3 separate regions of the Zea mays genome follow, and regions 1 and 3 are each linked to region 2. A link is a contact called in public Hi-C data. All regions are on one chromosome and are shown on one strand. Each heading gives the region's core, a stretch centred on a gene start, on an enhancer-like site or on the middle of the called end of the contact. The rest is flanking DNA. Distances are from core to core; before and after follow the strand shown.

Evidence for each region. Hi-C and Micro-C count contacts between places; a contact is called where the count stands out from the background.
Region 1: a contact with region 2 is called in a Hi-C map of tassel, with 2.4 times the contacts expected there. The contact joins the promoter of LOCLOC100383387 here to the promoter of LOC100273352 in region 2. A contact is called at or near these places in 2 of 25 Hi-C or Micro-C datasets (ear and tassel).
Region 3: a Hi-C map of ear shows a contact between it and region 2, with 3 times the contacts expected there. The contact joins the promoter of LOC100279814 here to the promoter of LOC100273352 in region 2. A contact is called at or near these places in 4 of 25 Hi-C or Micro-C datasets (bundle sheath, ear, leaf and 1 more).

Annotation. Positions count from the first base shown.
Region 1 is chr4:237,777,199-237,780,221 of Zm-B73-REFERENCE-NAM-5.0, forward strand. LOCLOC100383387 reads right to left here and starts at 1,491. Exons shown (of 10, transcript NM_001176042.1): 1 at 1,187-1,491. The coding sequence starts at 1,249.
Region 2 is chr4:238,157,888-238,160,864 of Zm-B73-REFERENCE-NAM-5.0, forward strand. LOC100273352 reads right to left here and starts at 1,702. Exons shown (of 1, transcript NM_001159432.1): 1 at 718-1,702. The coding sequence starts at 1,697. The coding sequence ends at 1,092.
Region 3 is chr4:237,844,415-237,847,255 of Zm-B73-REFERENCE-NAM-5.0, forward strand. LOC100279814 reads right to left here and starts at 1,460. Exons shown (of 7, transcript NM_001152769.1): 1 at 1,068-1,460; 2 at 1-37. The coding sequence starts at 1,404.

The sequences.
Region 1 (3,023 bases), core at 241-2,740, 380 kb before region 2:
GCTGACAAGATGCTGCCGGAAGAGAAGGATAATACAATAGTTTCATCATGATGAAGTGGTCCTAAAGGTGATCGTTCCACAGCCGTTGCCTTCCAGGACAGCAAACAGGAGTGATGCATAACACGATTCGAACTGCAGATGATTGCTCCACAATAAATATTGTACTGAGGAATGATTTGACTGCCGGCTCACAAGCATACCATTGGAAGTTATTAGAGAAATCCACATCGAAAAGGGGCTTGTAAACTACACTTAAAATTTTTCACCCGTTTACTCAGGCACTAGTCCAAACTGAATAGAATCTTCCTACGGCAAACGAGTTTCAGGTAAACGTTTTTTTTGTGTTAAAATTAGCAACAGCAAAAACAAAAGCCGCGCACTGCTTTTGTTTATTATATTACTCCACTAATTAAGAAACACAGTAGGTGGCCAATTTCCAAAGCTGTCGGTCGTTCGCCGAGTAAGAAACCGCTCCACGTTGAACCACTACCAAACAAATAAGAACTAGACAGTTTAAGAACCCCGGTTGAAACAAGAGACACAAGGGAAGTGGTGGTTAGAACACCGAATCAGCACGCAAGAGCGCCGGGCCAGAACCTTTAGCGCTAAAATCGTGTGATAAAGGCGTCGTGGTGGTGGTGGTGAGTTGGTGACGCGGAAGCGAGGGATCCACCATCTCGGAGACGGAGCTAAAAGGTAGGCGGCTGCTGCTGCTGCTTCAGCGGAGAGCAGACGAAATGCAGCTTCACGAATCGCGGGTCGCAAGAGCAAGCGGGGGTGGGGTGGGGGGGCGGCCTTGCCAAGATTCCGCGTCGTGGGCTGCTGTCTGATTGTTTTATAGGGCCACAGTAAAAAAAGATGAATCCATGAGCAAGAACGAAAGAACGTGCTGAAGCTGAACCGACCAAATGCCGCAACAGAGACGGAAACGCAATGCGACGAGACACACGAAATACGATTACGACCGGGGGGGGGGGGGGGGGGGCACGAAATTTCAAGGGCCCAATCCCTTCTCCCTCCCTCCCAAACCACCAGCAGATACCACCCACCGAGAGGGCGAGAGCCGAGAGGACGAGACCCAACGCTAGCAAGAACAGGAGAGAGGAAAATTCGCATGGGAGCGCTGGAACAGCCGAGAAACAAAGAATCGGAGCGGAGGAGGAGGGGGGGGGGACGTTGTGCGGACCTTGCCGCCAAAGGAGATGCGCTCGACGTCGACCGACACGACGGAGCCGCCGGAGTCCCCCATCTCGGGCGCCGCCTCCCCTCGACGCCTCAGAGGAGAGATGGCTGGTCCGGCCTGCTCTGCTCAGGCCCGGCCCCTCCTCTTCCTCCCTATAAATTGCCTCGTGCGCCCCTTTCTCCCCCCGTCTTCTTCGCCTGTGTTGCCGTCGCTTATAAACGACGGAAGGAAGCAAGGGGGAGGACGAGCCAGGCGCGCGGCCTCCCTCCCTCTCCTCTCATTGTTGCCTTTCGGGGCGGAGGACTGCCCTTTCACTGTTCTATATTCGCTCCGCCATTCCTGCACTTCCCTATTATTGCATCCCAGCCCAGCCCACCCGTTGCACATTTGACTGCTCGCTTCATTCGCCATGTTAAACAGTCCACCATCCCTATCAAAGACGGTAGCACTCCATCCTATATGTAATAGAGAGATTCTTTCTACGCTCATTTATCTATTTTAATATTTTAAACAACAGTTTTAGTAAAACTAAAATATATACAAAGAGTATAACAAATAAGTATACAAAAAAATTAAAATAAAATATGTCTTTAATATAGATATTTACGTATAGAGGGAGATGTATAGGATGTTGCTGGAGAGAAATGTGATATATAGAGGAAAAAATCATTTGAGAAGAATGTAAAGAACAGATATAGAAGATAATACTGGAGACATTGTGACTAGCTAGTGCATAGGACAAAACTAGCATATAGCAAGTTGTTATTATTAATAAAAAATGATAAATGCTTAGTCCAAACAAAAATATGCGAGTTGCCATGACTACACCACCGTAGGGTTCGACGGTTTTTATGGTGGTAGAAATAGGCTTTTTGGAGAGCCTACGACGATGGTGGTGGTCAAGACAATGACGGAGGGTGGTGGTTGCCATGACTACATCGTACATCAGGGTTCGAGAGTTTTCGTGGTGGTAGAAAGAGGCTTTTTTGGAGAGTGTATGACACCAACAGCGACAGTGGTCAAGACGACGATAGAGGTGTAAGCGGTGGAAAGCCACCCATGAAGCAACGGAAAAAGTCAATTTGACGACGCATATGTGGTAGGAGCATTGGTCAAAAGAGGAGGAGAGTGAGTTTAACATAGTCGTAGAGGTGTAGATGCATCGTCCTAAATCGGGAAGTTTTGGAGGTGAGGGCGCTTTTTGTGTTGAATCTAAAAAAGAGGAGGCTTAGATGGAGGTGGTCACAGTCAAGGGTGATGACTGAGACGACAGGGCAGATGCAACGGTGTTGACAGTGTGAGGCGATGGCATGGGCTGTGTGGAAAGGAGAGGATAAAATGTACATGTCAAGCCCTTTTAACATACACGTGTGACGGGTGGACGATATATAGTGGGTCCCTAATATTTTTTCCTTAAAACTAAATTATTGCAAATATATTCTTTAAAGTGAAATAAATAAATAAATAATAAGCGGCACCTAGGATATCTTCTAGTATATCATTTTATCGCTCTAGCTTTAGTACTATAGCCACACTATATCAAGTAGCCAAAGAAACTTAAGTTGACTGAAGTCCTAGCAGATAAGGCCTCAAATATATTATGTTTTTTTGGAACATGTGTTTCCCTAGCCAAATGCATTTGACTTAACGCTCAAACAATGTCCCCGCTAATAAAATACTACCGCCGCTCTCGAATATTTATCGTCAACTATTTATTTTTTTTAACTAAAACGTGACAAATAAAAAAGAACAAAAGAAATACTACGGTGAGGCACCACAATAACTAAGCTTAGGTTTAGGGTTTATAGTGATGGGGTGGCACGATAGAGCTACAACAATA
Region 2 (2,977 bases), core at 452-2,951:
GCTGCGCTGGAGAGTTGACTCTGCAAAATCCACACAGAAAATGTAGTGTTCTATCCTACGGGATCCCACTACATGGAAAAATATATAGAAATAAAAAAAAACACTAGGGCTGGAGAAAACTCCACACCGCCAACTGCCAGTGCATGTTACGTGGTTGTGATTGAAGGCGAGAGTATAACTGTACAAATTAAGGCGTTGCCGTGCGTGCGTGGAGGGGAGGGGGCCGATAGAGAGGGAAATCGGCTAGAAATCTCGGCTAATTTTTTTCAAGCTTTGACGAAGTTTTAGCTCGAATCTGAAGAAGAAGAAAAAAACTGAACGAGAAGGAACCAAGATTACAGGCTAGAAATCTGCTGGCTGATGAAAATTCTGAATCCTACTGTGACACCCCCGTTCCATTTGCGGTATATATGTGCTGCCACAAATTCAGACCTTCTTCCTGACACGTATGATGCTGCGTCACTGTTTAGTATGGCAGCAAAACAAACTAGGGGTTGATTTGATGATCATGAATCCTAATCCTCTTGCTATTTAAATTTGAATAGTAAGGGTATTCCTCCCCCACATGTCTCTGATCACCAAATCAGTCTAGAGCACTAGACGATGGAGGAGCAGGTCAGGATTTGATCACTTCACCGGCTTCTGAGATACAGTTACAATAGTGAATCCGAAGCCGGCCTTTTCAAAGAGGCCATCAACAGCAGTCTTGCCTGTAGTAGTAGTAATAATTTACAGAAATCTTATTCTATACACACATATATACATACGCAGCACCTATATTTACATAGACCAGAGTCCAGATATCTGTTCTGTAAAGAGGAGTAGGACACCCACAGCATGAACTTCCTCCTTCCCTCACAAGACACGAGATCACTCACCAAGAGAAGAAGCTCCACAGCTCATGCTAGTATGCTACTACATACAACCAAATCCATCTCCTAAAGATTAAAAAAACTCCTAACTCCAAGAACAAGTAACAGGAGGTACTGGTGCGGCGGTGGGCATGCAGTGCACCAGCTCATATGGTAGACCGTACCGTAGTAGTACCACTCCGATAGGCCGGTGGGCACGGCGATGGAGCTGGCGATCGATCACCACCAGCCGTAGGCCGCGCCGGAGCACTTGCCCTTGATCCAGCTGACGCCGCGGCGCACCGACTCCCGGACCTTCCCTTCCACGCCGTACGTCTTGTACACGACCAGCCGCCGCCGCTGCACCTCGGCGTCGTCCGCCCCCGCCCGCAGCTTCCTCCTGGGCGCCGGGACCGCGCCGGCGGTGTCGTCCATCGCGGCGAAGGACGGGGCGTACCCCCTCAGGTTGACGGAGCGGCGGTTGGCGGAGGTCCAGTTGGTGACGCTGCCGGAGCGCTTCAGCTGCCCGCCGGTATCGGCCAGGGTGGGCCCGTAGGAGGCCGCGTAGGAGGCGCTGTAGGAGCGCAGGTTCAGCCCCGGGGCGGCCCGGCCACCGGCGGCGGCGGTGGGGCCGCTCTTGGTGCTCCCGGCCCGCTGCACGGGCGGCGGCGCCGGCGGCGTGCTCCACGAGCTCACGCTCCTGGCGCGCTGCACCGTGGACGGCGCCGCTGTCGTCGGTCGCTCGTAGGAGGCGCTGTAGCTCCGGAGGTTCATCGCCCCCGCCCCCGCCCCGGCGCCGTACTGGCTGCCCCTCTCCGCGCACGACAACGACCTCTCCATTGCCATCCCACTCTTTCTCTCTCTGCGACAACGGACAAGCAAGCAGCGCGAGGAGAGGAGGGGCGGGAGGCCGCCTCTTTATGATGGCCGGGTAGCCAGGTGGCCCGGGAGGCGTAGAGCAGCCCGTGAGAGGCTGGCTTTCTGAGCCGTCGGATGCAAGAACCTGCGTGCTATCGACGGTTATTAGTATCCGTCCTGCAAGCTGTCGGATAGGAGAATTGGCAGCTGAGATGGGTGGGGGACGGTGCTGCTCAATTCTTCGTCGTGGCGATTTATGTGACATTTAAAGGCTGTCGATTCGGGATTTTTGTTCGGCTTCATTGCCAGCTGCCCTAGACCCCTAGCGCATCGTCGAGCAAGAAGCTAGAATAGTAACTGCACCTTATCCTTTTGCTCCCTGCACATCCAAATTATAACAAAATTCTTATGAACCGATAAGGGCTTGATCATAATATCTACAATCTGAACCTTATGAAACGACCCGCACACCAAGTTATTGAGTGGAGACATGATCGGATGATCATATACAAAGTAATAATCGACATCCACGTGTTTAGAGAACCGATAAAATATGAGGTTGGCACAAAAATAGGTGACTGATGTTATTGTCACACCCGTATTTAAAGCGAAATCCAGATACATCTCATATGTGCGTTATAATCAAGTCCACACATATAATGACTCGGTGTATAGAGACGAATATCATAATCTTTATTACATTACAAGAATGTATTACAAAATAGCTAATGATAAATTAAATTGAACTAAGATAACTATCTCGACGACGCCATAGTTGACTAGGAGACGACGCCTAGATATTATAGGTCAATTGCTAACTTTGAGCTACATATTAGGCACTAAAAATGGATGACTTTGACTCTTTAGGACATGAAATATTATTAAGATGCATAATCAACTAAACAACTTGAGACGAGGGGTAACTAACATAAGCATGTTATTGGGTGCGACTGGTAGATCAACCAATTAGGGTTTGTTTGAGGGTGGCACCATCATATTGTTTGAGAGAGTACATGCCTCCATCATAATGCCCCTCAAGAAGACTTATCCATGTTAATGAATCCTTTTATAGAAAAAGACATAGATAAAATTCAAAATAAACATTGATATCACCTGAGAAATTGTGGACAGAGATGTGTTTGGCAATGTCGAGTGTCGGTGCTTTGGGTCCGACCGCACACCCGGGGTTGCCCCTCAAGGTGTTTTTAGGAGTAGGACGGTGTCGCCGACTGTAGCTAAATGGTTCGTGCCGGATGCACGAGGAACAA
Region 3 (2,841 bases), core at 210-2,709, 310 kb before region 2:
CTCTGAGAAGATAATTGTGGGATAGAAGCCCCGTGCCCTGATACAGAAACCAGCAGCATTCTGAATTCATTTGCTATCATCGAAATTTATGGTGATTATTGAATTATGAACTATGAAAAATAACAATTTAAATTCGTTTGGACCACGAGTCACGGTAATGAAAGGGATGCATGTATAAACACAAAAGCAACAGCTTCACAACATGCTAACTTCAGAATTTAAGATTGAATGAACATACTATTTTAAGACAGTGAATACAATCAGACTCAAGTTAAGACAGGCTAATGAGCTGGGATGCAGCAACAGTTCGATTTTGTGTTCATGCCACATTAAAAAGAAAAAAGGCAGCCAAACAAAGGTATTAAACATCTGCATATACACCATGTGTGAGCAGATAAATGAATCTTATGGTTTTGTAAGATCACAATAATAACTGAGATGTTTCTTGCAAGTCTATCCAGAAAATGGCATGTTGTGAAAAAACTACACAATAATGACAACGAATACAAAAAAAATTAACTCCTGCAGATGGCAACTGTTTCGAAAATGGCATGTTGTGAAAAAAAACTACACGGTAATTGCAATGAATACAATAAAAAATCTAACTCCTACAGATGACAACTATTTTAGGATTTTCCTAGACTTCCCCATGAGGTAGAGCGTGTAAAACTAACAAACCCACGAGGAGCTAGTAAAACTAACAAAAAATGTGGAGAACGCTGATTGACTTGGACTTGAATAGTTTAATTGCAGCTTGTTTTGAAAAAATTAACACCCCACAGCTGCATCGTGGCGTGTGAGTTATCAAAAAATATTGGAGACCGTAACAACAGGACCGTGCTTCTAAATAGCTCACAGGTGACAAGTTCATTAAACATGAACCAAGTTTGAACATCCGCAACTCACATACATTGATCTATCGATCCATCCCCCAAATCAAATCGTAAACCGAGCAAAGAAAACACCACCAATCCTTTTATACGAGAAGCCGAGTCCACCACCAAGCATAGACAAACAGATCTACGCGACCAAGAATGGGATCAACAAGAGTAAGTCCTGCCACTCACCACCACCGGCAGAGGACGAGAAGCCGAGTCCTCCGCCGCCGATGCGGCCACCGCCACCAGTGCTGCCCAGGCCTACACCGAAGCCGCCGCTGTCATCGTCGCCGTTGTCGACGCGAGGACGCTTGGCCTCTGCGGCGTTAAAGATCCGCGCCGCGATCTCCTGCGCGCGCTGCTTCGCGAGCTGGATCTCATCGGGGGGCGGTGGCACGCTGTTGTACGACGGGGCGCCGCCCGCGAGCGGCGAGGCAGGCGGCGGGCCCGAAGAGAACCCCGTGCGCCGCGGCGGCGGCGAGGGGTCGTCGTACTTCCTCTTAGAGGAGTAGTGGTCGTCGGCCATGGCGGAGGACGGGTTGCTAGGGTTTGGGCGGCGGCTGCAGGGAGCGTGGACGAAGGGATAAGACGGCGAAAAACCCTTGCAGACAAGGTGTCGACATTTGTAGAGCTCGCCCCTTGATTTTATTTTCTCCAAATTGTCACAGTAGTGCACATTCCTGTGAAACATGGCGGTTTACAATTTGGACATAATATGGCGATCTATTTGATACGAATTTGGACATACTATAAACATTTTTTAGCTAATTAGTTTTTAGAGTCTAATTTTTAGTCCCTCAATTTTATTCTATTTTATTTCTTAAATTATCACATATATGAATTAAATCTTAGATTTAGATTTTTATATTTGGCGGTTTAGACATTAAAATGAAATAAATAGGATTAATAAAAAATAGTCTCTAGAAACCAAACACACCTGATTAGGATGTATTGTGTAAAAACTAGAGTAGTTCATCTGACTACGTAAAAAAAAATATTGTCTATATAATATGTTTATATATCTTTCTCTATCGCTATCTCTATCTATATCTCTTCTCTATCTCTATCTTTATCTCTACTTCTATAAAGCACAATTTTTGTGTGTTGTCGTGAGACACACGTAAAATATGTATGGTTATTTCCATCGCCCACTATAGTGTCCATATGTTGTGATGGCACACGGTCGGTGACTTTCGGACGTACCGTCGTCCCGTGTGTTGTGATGGCACACGCTCTACTTCATTTGGTATGGGCAATTGTTGTCCCCAGATCACACGATCGTGGCAAAAAAACGTTGCTTGACATTTTTTGCACAAACACAAGCCCACGAATCGGGAGGTCGCACCTACAACGCCTTCGGCGTCGGCTTCTTCTGCATGCATACAGGTGCCATGGGTAGAGCCAGAATTACGGCTCATGGGGCATGTAATTCGTTGATACTATATTGTAAAAAATATTGTATGATATATACAGTTATGTATACTAAAAGTTGGTCGGGGAGGGCCGGATCATAACGGCACTCCCGCGATCCCCGCCAACGCTGGTCGAGGGCAACGCGGTAGGGTCGACGGTTGAGGTGTTCGTGCGTATATTCGTGTACTTGCATAGGTGATTCGCGTAGAGCTAGAGTGGATGCACGCCGCGGAGGTGCGACTCGACAGAGGTCGTTGGATCCCAGCAAGCAAATGGCACACGTCAGTGCCATGTGCGCCGCGAGGGTGTGGACGCGAGGTTGCTCTGATCACTATCAACGAGGCAAGGCCGCAAGGAGCGAACAGGGAGCATAGGGGCCGCTACTAGGGCTATTGTGTGACCTACATGGACAGCGACATTGTCTCGCTCGTGGAAGCGCTAGAGCACAAGACAACGACACCGTTAAGTACCCAACATCTGGGGCATGCGATGACATTGGTCACGTACTAAACTTTAGTCCTTGGAACCAAACACCCATAAGGCCATGTTC